Linked DNA regions of Mus musculus: region 1 is linked to region 2. A link is a contact called in public promoter capture Hi-C data. All regions are on one chromosome and are shown on one strand. Each heading gives the region's core, a stretch centred on a gene start, on an enhancer-like site or on the middle of the called end of the contact. The rest is flanking DNA. Distances are from core to core; before and after follow the strand shown.

Region 1 (4,266 bases), core at 1,042-3,541, 1.1 Mb before region 2:
AAGTAAACAAGAAACAGAAGGCCTGCGGGCCAGAAAGAGCCAGAGCTGGCGGAGGACAGCACAGAGCTAATAGATGGTGGAGGTGGTTGGTGGAAGGAGGAACAATTACGACATAAAGAGAAATTCCAGAATTTATTATGTATTAAAAATTATGGTGAGGCTATGCCGGGGCCTGGCAAACACAGAAGTGGATGTTCACAGTCAGCTACTGGATGGAACACAGGGCCCCCAATGGAGGAGCTAGAGAAAGTACCCAAGGAGCTACAGGGGTCTGCAACCCTATAGGTAGAACAACAATATGAACTAACCAGTCCCCCCGGGGCTCGTGTCTCTAGCTGCATATGTATCAGAAGATGGCCTAGTCGGCCATCATTGGGAAGAGAGGCCCCTTGGTCTTGCAAACTTTATATGCCCCAGTACAGGGGAACGCCAGGGCCAAGAAGTGGGAGTGGGTGGGTAGGGGGGTGGGGGGGAGGTGGAGAGGGTCTGGGGGACTTTTGGGATAGCATTTGAAATGTAAATGAAGAAAATACCTAATTAAAAAAATAAATTAAAAAAATTTATGAACAGAGCAGGACACTGCCATCAGTGTGGAAAAGGCCTATTTTCAGAGGGAAATTAAGTTCAAGTTTGAGGGCTGCTGAGATGCCTCTGTGGGTAAAGATATCTGTAGTGAAGATTAGCAAATTGCATCTATGTGGTGGGAAGAGAGAAAGTTGTCCTCTGACTTCTGTGGCACATGACCCACAGAAAACGAATACAATGTTCAAAACCAGCCTGGCCTACATGGTGAGTTGTTCCAGACCAGACAGTGCTACATAGTGAGACACTGTCTCAAAATAAAATAAATAAATAAAATGAGGGCTGGAGATATGGCTCGGTGGTGAAGAACACTGGTTGCTGGTTGCTCTTAGAGAGAACAGGGTTCCATTCCCAGCACCCACATTGGAACTCAATCTTTTCTAACTCTGATTCTAGGAGATCTGATGACCTCTTCTGGATTTTTAGGGCATCTCTCCCACCCCAAATACATATGCAAGCAGGCAAAATACCTATATACATAAAATGAAACAGACCAAAAAAAAAAAAATGATTTGAGCATAACCTAAGAGTCTGGGAAGAAAGGAAGAAAGACACATTAATGGCATGCTTTTGGTTTGGTTTGGTTTGGTTTGGTTTGGTTTTTCGAGAAAGGGTTTCTCTATGTAGCCCTCCCTGGCTGTCCTGGAACTCACTCTGTAGACTAGGATGGCCTCGAACTCAGAAATCCTCCTGCCTCTGCCTCCCAAGTGCTGGGAATAAAGGTGTGCACCACCACTGCCCAGCCATTAATGGAATGCTTACCAAAACAACAAACAAACAACCCAAATACTCACAATCTGGAAGTTAGAACACGGAGTACACTCTTCAGTCACCACAAACTCTTCTGCCAACCAACATGGCGAAGTTGAAGTGCTCACTAAAAGGAGAGAGAGAAAAACGGCCAGCCGAAGACCATTCAAAAAACATTTCTCTCAAAGGCTCTGCCCATCTAGCTTCCCAACACAGTGCTTGCCCTCATTCCATGTGGCACCTTATTTTTCTGTGTTCTGGGTATACTAAAAAGACATTAGAAACAAGCCATAGAGGTACAGGGTTCTCGGGCAATCACCCACCTGATAGCTTCTCCTCGCGCACCGGAGCCTCTGCCTCGCTGCAGGAAGGGGAAGGGGGTAAGAACAACAGTGAGCTCGCAGAAGACAGCGCATACCCACTTTGGACGTCTGTGGATGAGGTGTCCTGGTTTCTGGGGCGTAGACTATGGGGTTCGCCTGCGATCTCCTTTCCTCTCCCCAGTACCCACTTACCAGAGTTTTAAGGTGAAAGCGCACAGCAGCCAACAGAGGTGGCCGGCCCGGGGGAGGCCACGCCTCCCCGCGCCCGCGAGCATGGAGCGGTCAGGGTCGCACCTGTTGCAGCAGACCTCCCTGAGGTTCCAGCTCCGAGCAGCCAGATGCCAGAGTTCTCAGTCTGGGCCAACTAGAGCGCTATAGGAACGGCCTCGTGACCACAGCGAGAATAATCCATGCGGGTGTCTTGCTAGAAGCACGAGGTCTTTGTGGGGACGCAGGCGTCCGGGAAAGGGGTACGCGGGTCCGGACCTAGTGCCCGTGCCCCTCGGCCTCGGTCTCGGGAGCGGCCATCTTGCTCGCGGAGGCTCCTGGTCCCGGCACTGGCGACGCCGACTCTTCCCGGGTGCTCTCGTCTGTTTGCTGCTGTTGTCGTTCCGGACTCGGTGGCAACTGCATCTCACTGCGTTTGCGCAGGATCACGCGACTCTTCAGCTGGGCGCCGCGCGGCAGTGTGGTCCTTGTAGTGTTTGCAGAGCCGGCGGGACCGGTGGTAGAGGCGATCTCATTTGTTCTGGGTTCGCTTCTCCCTGATAACACAGCTGCTTGTCTGTTTAGAACCAGGAGAGCCGGGAGGAATAAAAAGGGGCCAAATGCCGCTCTGTCTGTACTTGGGTCCTTCATCAAAACTTTGGGCTCACCATTAGGTGACACCCTCCCCATTTCTGGTTTAACACCCTGGCCATCCTTGACACCTTGGGTTCCGGAAATCTGATGGGAAGAGAAACTGCATCGCATTTGAAACTTGCTCTTGTCCCTGGACTCCCACCCGACTCTACGCAAATGAACGGTGTCTGTTTCCCCTTCTGTGAGTGTGAAACTGCTTCACAGAGCTATTCCTTTGAAAAACCTCAGTAGTTCTCACCTCGTCCTTGCTCCTACAAATAAGGAAATGATCTCAAGGCTAAGAGCACAGATTTTTAATATTTATTTGGTTGGTTGGTTGATACTTATATTTTTTAATTTTATGTTGCTGTTGTTGTTGTTATTATTTTGAGGAAGGGTTTCTCTGTGTAGTTCTCTCCTGGAACTTGTTTTGTAGACCAAGCTGGCTTCAAGACCCAAGAGCTGGGATTAAAGGCCTGTCACCTCTTTACCTGATTAGAGCGTAGAGATTTTAAATTGAAAGTATTATTGGAATTAGATTTAGGAGCTTGTCAGCGACTCGATTGGTGGTGTGGTGGCTCAAGCCTTTAGTCCTAGTACTCAGGAGGTAGGTAGAGTTTGAGACCAGCCTTGAAAACATAGCAAGTTTCAGGCCAGCCAGAATTAGATGATGACAGAATTGAATTTCTGTCCAGAAAGAAACAAAGGAAGGAAGAAAGAAAAAAAAAAGAAAGAAAGAAGAAAGAGAGAGAGAAAAAAATCTGTTCTTCTGAAGAGGTGGCTCAGTAGTTAAGAGTCTAGATGGTCTTCCAGAGGATCCAGGTTTGATTCCCAGCGCCCACAGGGACTCAAACCTACAGTTAGTTGCAGGAGGTTACACACTCTCTTTTGGACACCACCGGTACCAGACATGCACAGGATGTACACCAAAGCACACACACAAACACACACACACACACACACACGAAATAATTTTTTTTTTTTTTTTGAGACAGGGTTTCTCTGTGTAGTCCTGGCTGTCCTGGAACTCACTTTGTAGACCAGGCTGGCCTCGAACTCAGAAATCCACCTGTCTCTACCTCCCAAGTGCTGGGATTAAAGGCATGCGCCACCACTGCCCGGCGAAATAATTTTTTTAATAAAAAAATTCTTCCCTGGGATGTGACTAAGATGTTAATCTTGCTGGGCATGGTGGCACAGCCCTTGAATGCCAGCACTCAGGGGGCAGAGGCAGGTAGATCTTTGAGTTTGATGCCAGCCTGGTTTACAGAGTAAGTTCCAGGACCACTAGGGCTAATCAGAGAAACCATGTTTAGAAAAACAAAACAAGAAGCTGGTATTTTCCTTGGGGGTCACTGTCTTTTTGCTGCTTGAATTTAAGGCAGGGTCTTAATGTGGAGCACTGGTTGCCCTTCAGCCTGTAGCAGCTCTGCCTTTGCCTCCTACATGTCGACTCCAGAGTAAACAAGACCCTATCTCAAAAACTAAGTAAATCAATGAAGTAAAAAGAAATAAATAATTCCAGATTTGAGGTAGACCAAATGTGCCAAAGTTTATCTAGAGCCTAGCGTTAGTGGCACATTCCTTTAATTCCAGCATTTGGAAGGCAGAGGCAAGTGGATCTCTGAGTTCAAGGCCAGCCTCCTCTACAGAGCAAATTCCAAGACAGCCAAGAGCTGCACAGAGAAACCTTGTTGGAAGGGAGGGAAGGGAGGGAAGGAAGGAGAGGGGAGGGAGGGAGGGAGGGAGGGAGGGAGGGAGGAAGGAAGGA
Region 2 (4,401 bases), core at 632-3,131:
TGAGGCCCAGCCCTGACTCTTCTCCCACCACCCACACACACTCTTTACCTGGGTGCTGTAGGAGCCGTAGTTCCTGGGCTCTGTGGGGCTGAGCTTTCTTGAGGACTGTACAGAGGGAGCTGAGGGTGGCGGTAGAGGTGCTGGGGCTGGAGCAGGAGGCTCGTAGGCTGGTGGGGGCTGCTGGAGACAAGCCTTAGACATCACCTAGTCCCTGTAACTCAGTCATCTAGTCTGTGTGCAAGCATTACCCAAGTCAGCAGCATATCCCTACAAGTTGGGAACCTCGTTGGGTTTTTTGGTTTTGTTTTTGAGAAGACAGGCACGTGGGTTGATCTCAATCTTACAATCCTCCTGCCTCAGGCTAAGCACTGGGATTGACAGCTCTGTGCCACGTTCCTAAGCTACTTATGTAAGTTGGGCAACTCCATCAGAGCTGCAGCAGTCCTGTGCAGCCTCTTACATCCAATGCCATCAGCAATTATCCACATCTAACTTTTCTAATTTTTAAAATTACATTTACCTATTGTGTGTGAGTTCATGTGTGTGTGTACACTCTCTCATGGTATGCACATGGAGGTCACATGACAACTTATAGGAGTTTGTTCTCGCCTTCATCACCTTCTTGGGGGACTGGCTGAAGTCAGGTTTTAGTCTAGGCTGCAAACTGAGCCTTTACCCATTAATCCATCTGACTCTTTGTTTTTTGAGGCAGGGTCTCACATGCCATCATGGTCTCCAACTTGTTACTAGCTAAGGGTGACTTCTTATACACCTGCCTCTACCTCTCAAATGCTAGGATTATATACTCGGGCCACCATACTGGGTTCATGTAGTGCTGAGGGCTAGGGTAGTGCACTTGGTAGGCAACACTCGACCAACTGAGCTACATCCCCACAGCTCCCCCACACCCTTACTTTCTTTTACTGCCCTCCTCATATGCCCTCTGATCGCACGGGTTTCTCAACTATGACTAGCCCCAACCTTGATGCTCTTCAAACAAGTCTTCCCTGGACCGACTTCTTTAACTCAAAACTAGATGACCCTTTTGTCCGAGATTAGGTTTGGCTTGGCTAACGTCTCTCGGGAAGCTAAAAGCACACCACTTCATCATTTGGTTGCATTAACAAAGTCCCCAGGATGCTCAGACAGAGCTCATGGTACACTCGGCTTTCCCTGCTCTTCTGTGCTCCCTCTAATTGCTCACCTCTCGGTTCTCAAAGGGGTTGTAGACGTCCAGCGTGGCATACTGCTGGCTGGGTCGGTGCTGGATCACAGCTGGGTCCTGAGAGCAGAGACGGGGCTCAGCGGGCAATCGGTGTCAAAGGAATTCCTAGGAACTTCCCGAAACTGCTCGTGGTTCCAAGTACTGAGCCTTTGGTGCCACGCCGTTGTTCCCAACATTTGCCTTCAAGTCTATCACTCTACATAGCTAGAACCCGCTCATTAAAGGGGCAGAGCCCGCAACCCTTTAGCTCCCCATGTTCACTGGTCTCGAGCTACCGCCACCTTCACATAGCGACACTTCTACCCTGGGTCAAAAGTCACAAATGGGAATAGCATTCCGACCCCACAGAACAGTATGCAGACTGGCCAAAGAAGGCCGGCGCAAATCACCTGAAAGGGATTGTCAAGCTCGCCGGAGTCGGGGAATGGATTCCCGGTGTCTCTGCTCTGAGCCATGTTTGCAAGTGAACCCGGCCGCCCCTGCCCTACACGCCCCTGCCCCGGCAGTACGGCGGTGGCGGCCCAAAGAACTCCCTCCGGTGTGCTTGGTCCACTCGCTTCCCTGTGCTCCAATTGGTTGAAACAACCGGAAGAGTCGCGAAGATTCCCGCAGCAGCAGTGGACTGCGCCTGCGCCTCAGTTGGGGGGGGGGGAGGAAAAAAAAACCCAAAAGCGGGAAGTACCGCACGTGATATCCCTAAGCCAGTCTCCGCAGCCCAGAGTCACACTTCCTCCACGTGACTTCCTAGCAGGCATGAACTACATATCCCAGGTAGCTTCATGTTAAGCAGCTCAGAAGGTATCTTTGCGCACAGGTTAGTGGCGGGAAGCTCAGTTTTCTTCACGGGTTTCTGGATCTATTGAAGGGCATAACTTCAAGGCTACTGTCACTATCCATTTATTTACAGGGCCAAAGCTATTTCCTGACATTCACTACTCTAGATCACACAAGTTCTACCTGATTGCATCTACTTTAATTTTTACTACCTCAGAATACAAAGTGCATATAAGTGACTCTAAGTTGGCAGGACAAAGAGGCCTTTATACCCAAATTCAGATGGCTACCAATTATTTCACTCCTTCACCCCAGTACCCTCGAACCTCAAATTCCAGGGATTGGGGGGGGTCAGATGAAGCATGTCATTTTATTTCACAAAGACTGTACAAAATCCCTTATAAAACATGGGGTAGACACCACCTGGTTACGTCATTCTGCCCCCCATCCACCTCCACATGAGGGGCAGATGAGGTTGGGAGAGTGTAAATAGTAGTATATACATGTCAGGGGTTGAATCGATAGGTACAAGTTCTGTCATATTTACACTATTCCACATATTCACAGGTACAAAGGAGCCAGGGGCTGGAGAGAGGGCAAGTTCTGCCTCTGTTCTTTTGTATAAAAAAGCACCAGTGTCCTGGATTGGACACCCACTGCTACACAAGGAGCAGGGGGCCCAAAGCCTAATTGTCACCGACTGATATCCCGACTGGAGTCCCACAACTTGGTGTTGGGTGGCTCAGTCCGAAGGCAGGCGAAGAAAGGATGCTGAAGGGCTTCACCTAAGGTCAGCCGCTTAGCAGGCTCATACTCTAGCATATTTTCAATCAGATCGAAGAGCTGGTGGTGGTCCTCTGCCTCTGAGGTCAGATACCGCTGGTGGAGGGCAGGAAGAAGGTAAGGCAATGCCTTACAAACTTCATTCTCTTTCTTTCCTTTTCAAGACAGGGTCTCACTGTGCAGTCGAGGCTGTTCTGGAGCTACGCACTGCAGCTGACTTGGAACACCTGCCTCGGCCTCACAAGAGCCTCTCGAGTGCTGGGATTGCAGGCCTGTGTCACCTACGACTCCCTGCTTCCTCTAAAGCCCCACTTTTGCTCTTTAGAAAAAGAACCAAAGTTCGGCTTGCATGGAATTTGAAAGCTACCTTATCACAACATTATGTGGTCATAATATTTCTGATATTACAGCTCAACCTACCTTCCCACTAGCACAATTAATCCTTAATATTCTGTTTTACTTGTATATACTTGTCAACCTCATGACTCTTCCTTAGCTCCACATTAAAGTGTAAAGTGTAAGCTTTTCAAAGGTAGTTTATTCTTTTCTGTCTGCTTTCCTCTGGTTGTCTATAGATGAGGTTATCTGTGAACCCTCGATCTCCTCTGTCCACCGTTGACCAAATTATCTTCTTTCAATGTTCCTCCCCCTCCTGCCCTAACCTCCACTTAGAAAATGCACTCCAGGGACCAACCACCCGAAGAAAGAAGCAACCTTTAGATGGTGGACAGTACTTCTCCCTGGCCAGGCTCACCCGCAGAGGTTTGCAGTTCTCACGAACGTAGCGCCCGGCTGAGGTGTTCTCATCCCAATCCAGGCGACCCCGATAAAAATATTTCTGTTTTCTGGAGGGGAAGGGGAGGTTTGTGCATCAGAAGGCTCCATTTCTATAAAACCCTTTCCCTTGTTTACCCAAGTAAGTGGGGGCTAGGGAGATGTCAATGAAAACAAGAAAATGATGCCTAACAGACAAATTCCACGAGGAGAGACGCTCTAGTGCCTCCCGCGTGAGAGTCACCTTGTCTTTCTGATCATCCGAGAAGGGACAGGACCCAGGATCCTTTCCATCATGGCTAGATGCTCTCTGTTGTCATGGGTCTGAGAAACAAAGAGAGCAGAGCATAGGACACAGCAAGGAGCGCTGGAGACTAGTTGCCATATAGACAATATGCCATATAGACAGAGGACTGAGCAGGAATGTCCTCTGCAGACCAAGAAACCCAGCAGCCTGGGATTATCCACCATTTACCTGGAAGAGGGTGAAGCCAACGTAGTACTCAAAGATGATGCAGCCTATGCTCCATACATCGCATGGCTGTGACCAGCCCAACTCTGTAGTGAGGAGGAAGAGGACTAAGATGCCTAGGATATGCCCCCCCACATCCCACACCCTGGGCAGCCCTGAGCTCCCTTACCCAGGATGACCTCGGGGGCTCGGTAATGGCGAGTGGAGACAATGGTGCTATGGTGTTCGTGGTCAAAGGTGGCACTGCCGAAGTCCACCACCCGCACGGCTGTGCTCTTTACACTGCGCTCATCTCGCTTCTAGGAACAAAGCAGATGGGATGACTCTCCATCACACTGGGGCTCAGACACTAAGCTACTTCAGAGTCTGGAAA

Evidence for each region. Capture Hi-C pulls out chosen DNA fragments and counts their contacts.
Region 1: a promoter capture Hi-C map of adipose tissue shows a contact between it and region 2, with 2.2 times the contacts expected there. The contact joins the promoter of Jtb here to the promoter of Scamp3 in region 2. A contact is called at or near these places in 2 of 39 promoter capture datasets (cranial neural crest and erythroid cells), 1 of 115 datasets of contacts at active chromatin or transcription factors (pancreatic cancer cells) and 1 of 9 other capture datasets (adipose tissue).

The regions. Positions count from the first base shown.
Region 1 is chr3:90,229,622-90,233,887 of GRCm38.p6, reverse strand. It overlaps Jtb (jumping translocation breakpoint), which reads right to left and starts at 2,291. Exons shown (of 5, transcript NM_206924.2): 1 at 1,848-2,291; 2 at 1,656-1,693; 3 at 1,377-1,459. The coding sequence starts at 1,930.
Region 2 is chr3:89,174,871-89,179,271 of GRCm38.p6, reverse strand. It overlaps Scamp3 (secretory carrier membrane protein 3), which reads right to left and starts at 1,881. Exons shown (of 9, transcript NM_011886.3): 1 at 1,615-1,881; 2 at 1,205-1,282; 3 at 49-177. The coding sequence starts at 1,680. Gm45927 (predicted gene, 45927) reads right to left here. Exons shown (of 19, transcript NM_001310017.1): 8 at 4,198-4,327; 9 at 4,032-4,114; 10 at 3,801-3,880; 11 at 3,537-3,627; 12 at 1,205-1,282; 13 at 49-177. Clk2 (CDC-like kinase 2) reads right to left here. Exons shown (of 13, transcript NM_007712.4): 9 at 4,198-4,327; 10 at 4,032-4,114; 11 at 3,801-3,880; 12 at 3,537-3,627; 13 at 2,185-2,878. The coding sequence ends at 2,693.